Regions from separate parts of the Neogale vison genome. Here region 1 is linked to region 2. A link is a contact called in public Hi-C data. All regions are on one chromosome and are shown on one strand. Each heading gives the region's core, a stretch centred on a gene start, on an enhancer-like site or on the middle of the called end of the contact. The rest is flanking DNA. Distances are from core to core; before and after follow the strand shown.

Region 1 (5,713 bases), core at 1,245-3,744, 210 kb after region 2:
AAATAAATAAAATCTTTAAAAAAAAAAAAAAGTCTGTATATACGGCATTGCCACGAATGGGTGAGTAAACTGGTGATTCAGTAATCTGATAAGGTGTCACCTTTCTGGAATATACCAGACTTCAATAAATTCTGGAATATAGGAAGGAAATGTGAATCCTTCAAAACTGCTTGAATTTCATTTTGGTCTTCATTTCAGAGGTTAGGCAAAAAAAGTAGGTAGTCTGGAGAATTTGAACAAATTTTATTGATCGTGATAACCTAATCACTTATGTTGGACTTCAATTAACGACCAGGGTAAAACAAAGAAAAATACAACTATTCCTAATTGTCTCTGAGTGATTTAAAAACCACCACTGGCTCCTCTGTGCCCAAGCTGAGGGCTAGAGGTAGAGGCTAGAGAAAATAACAAAAACATTCCAGCCTTCATAGTCCCTCTACTGGGAGCAGGGGATTTAACAACATTTTTTTCCTAAGCTAAATTAATTTGTGGCTTTCTAATATATGGAATTATTATGTAATGAATGAATAATAAAAAATTTTAGCACACCAATATTTAGTAATAACAAATGAAGAACTTTTAAACTTTTGAGTAAATATACTTGATTTTTTTTCTCCACAGATACCCACAGTTCTTTACATATTTTTATAAATACTAGCACAGGAGGAAAAAATCAAATCAATATAATAACATTCAAAGAGCCATTTTAGTATAAAGTTAACGGAGCTCACTTAAAATACATGTTTTTTATGTTGCATATAAGAAATAAATACAGTGCCCATTATATTTTGGGCTGTTCAGAGGGTACGAATGAATGAATGAATGAAAAAGGATTTTTCTTTCCTCGTGTGCCCTTTGAAACAGACCATTGGTTTATTCCAGTTGAGAAGACATCTCAAGAGCTCTTAATGCAATGACTTAAAACTAGCATTTGTGCCATCAAACTCTAAACAATACAGTAAAGTATTTACTATTTCCCAAAATTTTGAGTTAACTACAATTTTTCATAGTCACTTAATTTCTACTTTAATTTTAGATCACAGAACAGTAAAGACTGTCAGACCACTTGGCTCAGATTCCTGCCTTCACACAGATAAGACATAACTATGCCCATTTTCTTGCATACTTAAGCCAGTGAGACAGAATCTCAAAAGGACATTTAAAAAGTGCTTTTTTGGGTGCCTGGGTGGCTCAGTGAGTTAAGCCGCTGCCTTCGCCTCAGGTCATGATCTCGGGGTTCTGGGATCGAGTCCAGGGAGCCTGCTTCCCTCTATCTCCCTCTCTGCCTGCCTCTCCATCTGCTTGTGATCTCTCTCTGTCAAATAAATAAAATCTTTAAAAAAAAAAAAAAGTGCTTTTTCCATAGTGGTTGTAATCACCATAAGCCCAGCATCAGCTCCCCCCAAGCAGGGTAGTGAGAATATCCCAAACCTGTTGTGTTGTATTATAATCACGGGGAGATTATTCTCTCACTATTGATGAGACCATTCCTGGAGACACATCTGTGAGAGAGAGACAGGGATACCTAAAAAGAATTTTATAAATTCCCCGAATTTTAAACTTTAAATTTAAATTCTCTACAGAATTTACTCTGTAGAGAAAACCTAAAGGTTTTTTAAGTAACCTGAGGTTACTTAAACTATTCAAGAAGGACTTCTAACTTTGGTTATAAAAACTGGGAGGGAAAACGCGTTCCTCTCAGGGGTGTTCCTGAAATGGTCAGTGCAAGATTCAGAAACGGTCACTCTCTCTTCAAGCCCTCGTTCCAGACTGCAATCAATCAATCAGCCAGGAGAAGTTACAAACACAAGTGGTACACAAAGTGATCACTACATCTCATTCACATCCATTGCTTTTAAAAGAGTAAAAGTCATCTTAAATTTGGCTCCTTTTAATATTTGCAGGCAAAAATCTGGGAGGGTGTGGAAAAACAGGAAAGACTGTATTTTTTATGATTTACCAAACACTATGCCTCTCACATTCAATACTGTCCTTTTCCGGTACACACTTCCGTCTCACTCAAAGCCTTCTTGGTACAACCTAGTAAGACCATCTCCCAGAGGGTGGGAAATCTACACACAGGTGCCCGGCGGGCATACAGTCCAGACTCCGGACATGCATATACTTAATAACCTTAAAAATCAGAATAATGATCAGTTCATACCGCAGGGGCAGCTCAGGTGTCCAGACACACGCTGGCTGCTGCTTGTGCCTCGTGATCATCAGGTGCGTGACCCTAAAACTCCGGGGAGTCACGCATCAAGCTGTCGTGCGCAAAGCCCGGGAGGGCGTGCAGCACGCGGCTCTGCTATCCTCACGGGCGCGGTGACACGCCCGCTCCCGCGACGCCACGCCGCCTCCAAGACCCCTCTTCACGCCTGCGCCAGCCCCCCTTTCCCCCGGCGCCCCGCGGGCCCCTTACCTGGAGAAGGCGGCGACCGCAGCTGCGAACAGCGGGAGGTGCTGAAGCGGGCGCGGCGGCGGCGCGAGCACCGCCCGAGCGCTCCCCAGCCTCCCCCGCGGCGTGCCTCGGGCTCCGGGGGCGGGGCGGCGGGACCGCGGGTTCCGTGGGGCGGGGAGGCGACTCCTCGCGCGGGACCGAGCGCCCGGCTCTCCTGGGCCCGCCCCCGCGGGGCACGTGACAGACACGCCGGTCCCTGATTGGAGCGCCCGGCTGGGAGGCGGTGGCGACTCCCGACCCGCGGAGACGGTGTGTGCGGGAGCTTGGTTACCTGGCAACGGGGAGTCTGCGCGGAGGACGCGGTTCCCGGGCATTGGGCGGGGCTGCTGCGGAGTTTACGGGAGGCCCAAAGTGAAGGAAAGCGGCGAGCCACCAGCGCTCTCGCAACCGGACAGTTGCCACATCCTGCGTCTGCACTTCGCAGGAGAGGGAGTCAAGTCCGCAGTAACTCAGGGCGTCTCCTGGAGCGGCGCGCAGAGGGCGGCGAGCCTCGGCGGAGGCCAGGCTGCCCCGCTCTGTGGCTGTCATCCCCTGAACCGCTATGAGTGCCCGGGGCTGATGCTCTCGCGCTTCATAGTGGTCTGAATGGGCTCAGCTCGCTGGGAGACCCCTTGGAGGCAACCATTTGTCTTTATTAGTGGAGTTATATGCAGTTAATATACCTGCCTTCAGTGTGTGCAGAACATTTTCCTTGTGGAAATCTGGTGCGGTGGAAATGCTGGGTACTGTATTCATAATTTCTTCAAATCTCTGAAGTGTCTTCACTGCTCACAGCCCTTATCAAAACACTGGCGACAACAAGCCTTCATGCATTCCGGGACAAAGTGTATTTAAGAACATTCATTGAGCTTTAATGCTAGGTTAGACTCTGGATTGTTGATAAATTAATTCCTCCGGCCAGGGAAATTCTCTGGGCATAATCCCTACCCACCTGTGCCATAAGATTTTTCTCCTCTTTTTTTCCAGAGTATCCTCTGCAGACCATACCCTACCACAGCACTTAATATTCTATTTTGCAAATTAAAATTTACTTAAAAGTTGCCTCTCCACATAGTACACTTGCTTGAAAACTGGAATCCATTCTCACAGCTCATGCCTACATTCTTTTTTTTTTTTAATCCTATTTATTTGACAGAGATCAGAAGTACGCAGAGCAGCCGGCAGATAGAAAGGAGGAAGCAGGCTCCCCACCAAGCAGAGAGCCCAATGCTGGGCTCCATTCCAGGACCCTGAGATCATGACCAGAGCTGAAGGCAGAAGCTTAACCCACTGAGCCACCCAAGTGCCCCTCACGCCTGCATTCTAACAACGTGCTTGGTGAGTAGCAGATCTTTAATAACTGATGAGTGGATGGATGGATGGATAAATAAATTAGCACATGACATAACAGTGAAAGTAGAGAGGGCAGCAACTAAGTATAAGTCAAGGTAGGTTCTGAAATACAGTTGTGTAAAAGTCCTATGAGAGGATTCCAGGTGAGGGAGGGAGAAATTTTCTCCCAGTGTATTCAGAGAAACTTTCAATAAGAGTGATGTTTGAGGATGCCTGCTTCTCCTTCTCCCTCTCTTCCTTGTTCATGCTTGCTCTCTCTCTCTCTCTCTCTCTCTCTCAAGTAAGTAAATAAAATCTTAAAACAAGAGTGATATTTTGAACAGGAACGAATAAATAAATAGGTTTCACTTGAAGGAGAAGGGGAGCAGACATGTGGAGCAGAGACAGTATGGCCCAAAGCACAAAATGGGGGAAACACATGACCCATTTAACAAGGCAACTTCTTTGCCTTGTCTGGAGGAGGGGAGACTGCGTGTCTAAAGATAAGAGGGAAGAAAGAAGTTGGTAAAAAGATTAAACTGGAAAAATAAGAAAACTAGATTGAGGAAGATATTGGACTTCCTGTTTAGGTTAGACTTTAACCCCTAAAATCAGGGCTTGAGGAAGGATATCCTGGAAATGTTGGAGGTAAAAGGGGTACAGAGAAATGAAAAGCATGGTGGATTAGGAGAAAATGCAGTCGTTCATGAAAAAGATGCTAATGGCCTGAATTAAGACAACAAAAATAAGAATGAGGAAGAGAGAAATTTTAGGGAACATTTTGGGGAGAATAGACTAACATTTTCATTTACCACTGATATTTGCCAGGCGCAGTGCTAAATAGTCGGTAATACACATGAAGAGAAAGACTTGTCAAGACAAAATGTCTAGCTTGGCCCTTTAGTTGGATAGAAAAGTCTTTTACATCTCATTTATTCAAAATTGCTCCAGCCCTCCAGTTAGGAATCATGAAAGTAAATGGAACATTAAAAAGTATCTGGTTATGAATTCACAGTTTAAAGATGAAGGTGCTGAGGCCTGGAAAGCCATAGAAGTTGTCAAGCCCAGACAGCTATGTTAGTAGCAGAACTGAGGTCATGAGCCCCGATTCCCAGCTGAGTTCGCTTCTCCCTTTTATGTGACCTGGTTCATTGGTTTTAAAAGGGAAATTCAGGGGCTCCTGGGTGGCTCAGTCTGTTAAGCATCTGCCTTTTGCTCAGGTCAGGATCCCAGAGTCCTGGGATCAAGCCCCTCTGTAGGCTCCCTGCTCAGCAGGGAGTCTGCTTCTCCCTCTGTCCCTCTACCTGTTCCTGCTCTGTGTCTCACTTCCTCTGTCACAAATAAATAAAAATCTTCTAAAAAATAGATAAAATAAAAGGGTACTTTAAACAATCACAAATATAGTTAGATCAAGAACCCAGAGAAACAATATAACGTAATTCCTAAGGGAAAGATCTCTTTACTCTGATTTTCATTCTTTATTCAACAAATATTTAATGTGATGTTCTCATCACACAGTGAAAAAAGTTGTCAGTCACTCTGGCTGACTGGTAGTTTCAGGGCAATCCTTAGTTCATTTAACACTTAGAGTATACAGAGTTCTTCAGGATGAAATTTAAAGCACAATAATTAGGGGAATCTAATAAGTCTGGTCAATTCATTTTCAAGGTGAGGTGTGGTCTTTGAGGGCAGTGGCTTTGAAAAGGTAGTCAGTGCTATTTAATGTGGCAAGTGTCTTTTGAGTGGGTGTTCTTTTTTTTTTTTTAAGATTTTATTTATTTAGGACAGAGACAGCAAGAGAGGGAGCACAAGCAGAGGGAGCTGGAGAGGGAGAAGCAGCCTCCTAACCAGAGAGCCTGATGTGGGGCCTGATCCCAGGACACTGGGATCATGACCTGAGCCAAAGGCAGACGCTCAACAACTGAGCCACCCTGGTGCCCC
Region 2 (5,944 bases), core at 3,299-5,798:
TACTGTACAACTTTATAAACCGCTGAACTTGAACAAATAAATTGCATGCAGAACGGTCAACCATTCTGCCCTGCAGAATTCCTCCTCTTCCCCCGGAGAACCTGCATGCTGTCGGAGACATGCGACCGTCTGACCACGGGGCTGAGCATATGAACGTCAGTCCATATTGCAAGTACTCATACAGTTTGGCTTCTTTCCCTTTTATTTTTAAACAAAAAATATATAGCTAGAGTTCTCGTTTCCAGTACAGATCAGGAGCTTGGCAGTTGCCATTCCATCTCAACATCAAGTGAAAAGTTAATGAACTGAAAAACTGGCAAGTCTTCCTAACTCTGTAAGGGAAGAAATAGTAGCTCTTAATGATGTTCCTTATATACCTAGAGATTACCCTGTATGCACTGCATTCTGGGGACAAGAATACTAGACAGTTATAGTAACAGAAAAAAAAAAAGGCTACCAACCCAAAGAGATGTTTTCTTAGTAGTCACCTCTCCAGAGGCTTAGGATTTTTACTGAATGACTCATGTCAGATATCTTGAATATGTAAGATTTATATCCTTTCATAAATAATGAGATTTTAACGATTATTAAAATACATCTCTCTCTCTCTATAGATATATACTTACATTATTTTTAGTTGAATATTCTGCTGATAAATAAAGAAACAACTGCTTAACATTCCAATCAAATATATTCTCTAGATGTAAACAAATTAAGGAACATAAAAATCATAAAGCAGCAAACAACTTCTAAATCAATCTTATTCTTAATTATCCACAGCAATACTAATACTAAAATAGAAAAAAGAAAGGTGGCTCAGAAACATACTGAGACACTAGTTTAATAAAAACACAAAAAAGACAGATTATAAAATCTCATTTCAAAATAAAAAAATATGTGTCAGTGAGATTATTAGCATCATTCCCCTGTGCCTCTAACCATGATTTAATAAGAAAGTAACAAAACAATACAAAATTTAGCTTTCTGTAACATTAGCCAAGACTAAAAGAAAGAAGATTTAATCTTTGATGCATATTCAATTCCACGGAAGTTCTAAAGTATAACCAATCATCATAGTTTGAATTTACTGACAGACAAACATGAATCAGCTCATGTAATTAAACGAAATATAATAAATGTTCATGTTGCTTTTGAGCCCATGCCAACGGAGATCAAAATGTCTCAGTCCACAAAGTGCTTTGGTAAGAATATGTAGCTGAGCGTCAATCCGATTTCCTCAGCTTACCAGAGTGCAAAAAAATATTCACAATGATTAATTACAAGACCGGTGTTACTGCAAAATGAAATGAATTAAGTGTCTGGATTCTATTAAGTATCATATGTAAATGGCTAAGTCATTTTATTACACGCCTTTATACATACTGACAGCAACATGGTCATTATACTCTGCTTTTAGAATTGAAGTCTAAGAATAGCTCTTTATAAAAACAGGCCCAATTTCAAGTTTTAGAAGCAGCATTAGGAAAAACTACAAATGATGAGATTGAGAATATTTAAGTACAATAATTGAGATGTCAGGAAATTTCACTGTAATTCTCCAGATAAAGTTACTTTACGGAAGAGATCCAAACTCCCTCTTACCAGACTGTTTTAAAATGACACAAAAACTTAAAAGCAGATATACCAAGTTTCCCATAGGCCTCTTCGGACAGTTACACTATCTCCTCACAAAGTACCTAGAGAACTAATTTCTAGTCTACTTCTAAACCCAACACTTTATTTCTAAAAAATCAAGTTAAAGTAATTCCATGGCAGTCAAGAGCCCTATCAGGTAAACTCCCCGGGTTCGTCATCTGCTCCCACTGTTGGAGACAGTGGCTTTACAGAAGTCCGGACAGTGCAATCACCTTAGCCAATTTTAATCCTGAGGTCTTAAAAAAGTAGGTGTGATCAGACGACATGGCAGAGAACAATGCTGCCAACATATTAATCTAAGACCATAAAAGATTAAATTGGCCAAAATGGACAGTTATCAAATGGTGGAAATTCAAAAGAAAAAGATTAAATCATTCCCATTTTAAAGTAACTCTGATAAACGTTAAGATTTCTCTTGACTCTCATTATAAAAGTACTTATTAAAAAAACCATAACGGCAAAATTCTAATATGGTTTGCAAATAATCATACTGATAATGAACTTCTAAACCTTAACAGATGACAATTAACTTTTTTAACATATGTTTCTCTCTGCCATCATGAAATATGGATATATTACTTGGGATTGTACATAAATCAATCTAGGAAGGCTGAGCACTGCTAACAGTTCTCTTTCTATAATCCAATTGACCTGATTCTATTTTTTTCTTTCTGAAATATTCAAACTCTCTTCACGCTTTCAATCTGTTTAACGTTTCTGTGAAAAGTTTTAAAATCTGTTCACAAAATAATAACTGAAGAATCCATAAATAAATTTTCTCAAGTGTGAATGAGGAGATATTAAAACTATTTTACTAATGGAAATATACCTATAGAAACTTCTAAAGTCTGATTGATTCAAGGGATAGTGAGACTACTGTACCTCCCCCAAAATCACTAAACACGTATATCATTATACCAGTACAGAGAAGGCAATAAAATATTTTCTTAAAGGATATCAGCAGTTATATCAAATGTAATGAATCCCAGATCACTTCTTTCTCTAGGTCCAGTGAAGTCTTCTACATTTTTTCTAAAAATAAAGACAAAAGTTTTACCATTCTTCAAACATAACAGCACATACAATGCACACAGTTCCTTACAGTCAAAGACAGGAGCTTGGAGGCACAGGTGGAATGGCAATAAGTAAAACATCAGAGAAACTTACAAGTGGGAAAAGAGGATAAAACTTTTAATCCTGTATAAAATTTAGGTCTGTAGCTACAGCATAAACCTTAAAAGCGAATCCCCAGCAAAATGGGCGGCAGAGTGTGAAAACTGCTGCAAGGGAGTGTGAACGCCTGCTGTCAGTGAGTCTGGTGGCGGCGAAGGTCACAGAGGACTACAGGTGGTGCGGGAAAATTAGGACGAGATGGTAAGTGCTGCTGTATTTACTGAGTGCTTCCTGTGTGTCTGGGAGGGCCAACGGTGAATGTTTCGTAATTATCTCAAATAATCCTCACAACAAGCCTACGCCTTGGGTATTGTTTCTATTCTTAAAAGGAAATTAAGGCCCAGGACGATAAGAAACTTGCTCAAGATTAACAACAGCAAAAAGTGCCGGCGTCTACTTGAATCTAAAACCCAGTAGCCAGCAGGCAGCAGGAGAGGAAAGGTGTGTTGGGCGGGGGGTGGCATCTGCAGGCGGCATTTCACAACAGAGGAGCTCTTCGACGGCTGGCTTGTCGGAGACCCCGACCAAGAACTCTAGGAAACTACGCTGAAGAACGAGTGAACCTGATGCGAGATGGAACAGAGAAGATGTGAGAACCGGGGTGGGGGGGGGGAGAAAGAAAAGAAAAAGGAAAAAAAAAAAACCCACCTACGTATCAAAAAACGTGCCGGCGAACACAAATTATCGAGGCAACATAAAACCGGCATATGGAAATGACAGCGTCATTCTGAAATCCCATTTGGGGCATTTTCGCAGCCGTCTTCTGCCCCGCTGACTCTGAAACCGGCCGCGGCGCCGGCCGCGAGAGCGGGGCTGTCGGAGGCTCCCCGCGCATCGCACCCTCTCCCGCCAACTTCCAAGCGGCTGCGAGTCCGCGCCGCCCCGGAGGAGGCAGCCTCCCCCCCCCGACGAAGAAGGCAGAGCCCCCGAGGGAGGCAGCCCCCCACACCCCCGCGAAGGCGGCCGGGCGAGAACCGCGGAAGACCCGCACGCGGGGCCGAGTCCGGTCTGAGAGGGCAGCGCCGAGGCGCGGCGGCCGGCGGGGCGCGGGGAGCCGGGGCAGCGCGGAGCCGGGGCAGCGCGGAGCCGGGGAGCCGGCCCGGGAGCCGGCGGGCGGGCGGCGGCGCGGCTCTGCTGTTGTGGTGCTCCCTCATTGGCCGGGCGGGGGCGGGGGAAGTGAGGAACAGGAAGGAAGCGGAGGCACCGGCCTGAGGAACACTCAAAATTACAATTTAAGAGCAAGCCCGGGAATTCGCGGCGGAGGGGTGGGAGTTCGAGGGGAAGCCGAGAAGCCCGCGACGTCCACCGGGGCGTCCGTCCTCGGGGGCGCCGGCCGCTGAGGAGCGGCGGGGCGGGGGGAGGGGGTCCCCCGGGGCGGCGCGGACGCCCTGCCCGCGGCGGCCCGGCCTCGGCGCCCACCCCGGCCCGGTCCAGGCGCCCCGCCCCGCCGGCCGGGCCTCCGCCGCACTCACAGCATGATCCGCGAGACGTGCAGCCGCACCGGGACGCTCCTGTCTTTGAAGGCAGTGGTGATGAAGCAGCCGAAGGTGAGCGCCGCCATCACGCTCAGCGAGAAGGCGAACAGCGAGTTCGCCCGCGACAGCACCGTGTTCATCGCGACCGTCTCCCGGGAGCCCCGTTCCGCACGCACACCAGGGACCCCGCTTCGGCCCCGGACCGGCTCCCTGCGATCCGCGCCGCCTGCGCCGCGCGCGTCCCGGGAGCGCGCGCCGCCGCGGCCCCGCCTCCTTTCCGGTCCTCCAACGCCGGCGAGCGCGCGCGCACCCGCCTCCCCAGACACACCCACCCTCCCGGCCTATCGCCGCCACCAATCAGCGACGAGCAGGGAGGGGTGGGGTTTCTCCGCGGAAGGCCCGCCCCCTGCCCGCGCTTCCTCTCCTCCCGGCCCCCTATCTCGCCTACCCCCGTTTCTTGGTGCTTCAGCATGGTGGTCAGCCCCGAGGCTTCTTCAGCGCTACTGTCTTATTAATTTGCACTTAAATCCGGCAGCAAGGCCAGGTAGTTTGGAATGTATTCTGAGGCGTCGCATATGGAAGCGGCACTTCACAAAACTCTTCCCCTTTGTCAAATCTGGTCAAAGTTGGAACAGTTTTTTGGAGGGTATGGGGCAGGGAGAAAGGCCTCCCAGGTCCCCAAAAGCAATTTGCCTTTCCTTTACTTTCCACGTCCAGCCTTAGTCCAGTTCCTACTAATGCTTTGCCTTCCAACTGCAGACTAAACCTATTTTAAAATTGATGCTACCAATTTTGAATATTTGCATTTAATGGGGCATTTCCAATAACTGAAAGAATGGTTTCACTGGGTTTTTAGGATCAAAGGAGATAATTCCTATGGAATTGCTAAACAGCACAATGTAGAAAAGTTTTAAATTAGCAAGCCTTCAACACATGATGGCCTCGCATCTTGGCTTTGCACTCTGGTTGTTTATTCCCCGGGCCCTCCTGCCTCAGACTTACTTTGAATCTGGCCATTCACTCCAATGCCTTTGGTCCTCCTTTGTACTTGACTATTTGCCTGCATGAAAAGGTAGCTCATTTGGTGACTGCTGCCTGCTCCTCATGACATGCCAGACTAGTCCACTGACCATCCTTGAGGGGTATCAGAAATTATACCAGGGACCGTTGGTTCCTGAGGATCTATACCACACTCTCCCAAGGAAAATGAAGATCAAGGGGGCCCTTCCATGTTCCCTAGACAATCAAAGACATCCAGATTTGCTGGGATTCTTCTAATGGTTTAGGCAGTTAATGTCCAACTTCTCTGCTCACATCACCTAGACCCTATGCTTCTAGGAAAGTGAGAGAATGTTAGTGAAGCTTTTGGCATTTTCTTAGTTGAAGAACCCAATTATCCTTGCTCTTTCTGGCCTCCTCCAATTCACTCAGAGATGCATGGTTGAAACTATATCTCGTACATGGCCATGGTAAACATCTGGTCACTGGAGAACCCACATACATCCTGGGCATGCTAGTCCCACCAGAGTAATCAGCCTCAAGGTTGGTTTGGGGAATTACCCCATTATAATACATTCAGACCACTGAAGCTCTAGGATAAGTAAGATCTGAAAATTCAGACCATGCCTGGTGAGGTTTAT

What was found. Hi-C and Micro-C count contacts between places; a contact is called where the count stands out from the background.
Region 1: a contact with region 2 is called in a Hi-C map of muscle, with 7 times the contacts expected there. The contact joins the promoter of WDR17 here to the promoter of SPCS3 in region 2. A contact is called at or near these places in 3 of 3 Hi-C or Micro-C datasets (fibroblasts, muscle and tongue).

What each region holds. Positions count from the first base shown.
Region 1 is chr11:204,974,849-204,980,561 of ASM_NN_V1, forward strand. It overlaps WDR17 (WD repeat-containing protein 17), which reads right to left and starts at 2,495. Exons shown (of 30, transcript XM_044225704.1): 1 at 2,423-2,495.
Region 2 is chr11:204,760,963-204,766,906 of ASM_NN_V1, forward strand. SPCS3 (signal peptidase complex subunit 3) reads right to left here and starts at 4,549. Exons shown (of 5, transcript XM_044225699.1): 1 at 4,302-4,549; 2 at 2,615-2,688; 3 at 627-703. The coding sequence starts at 4,444.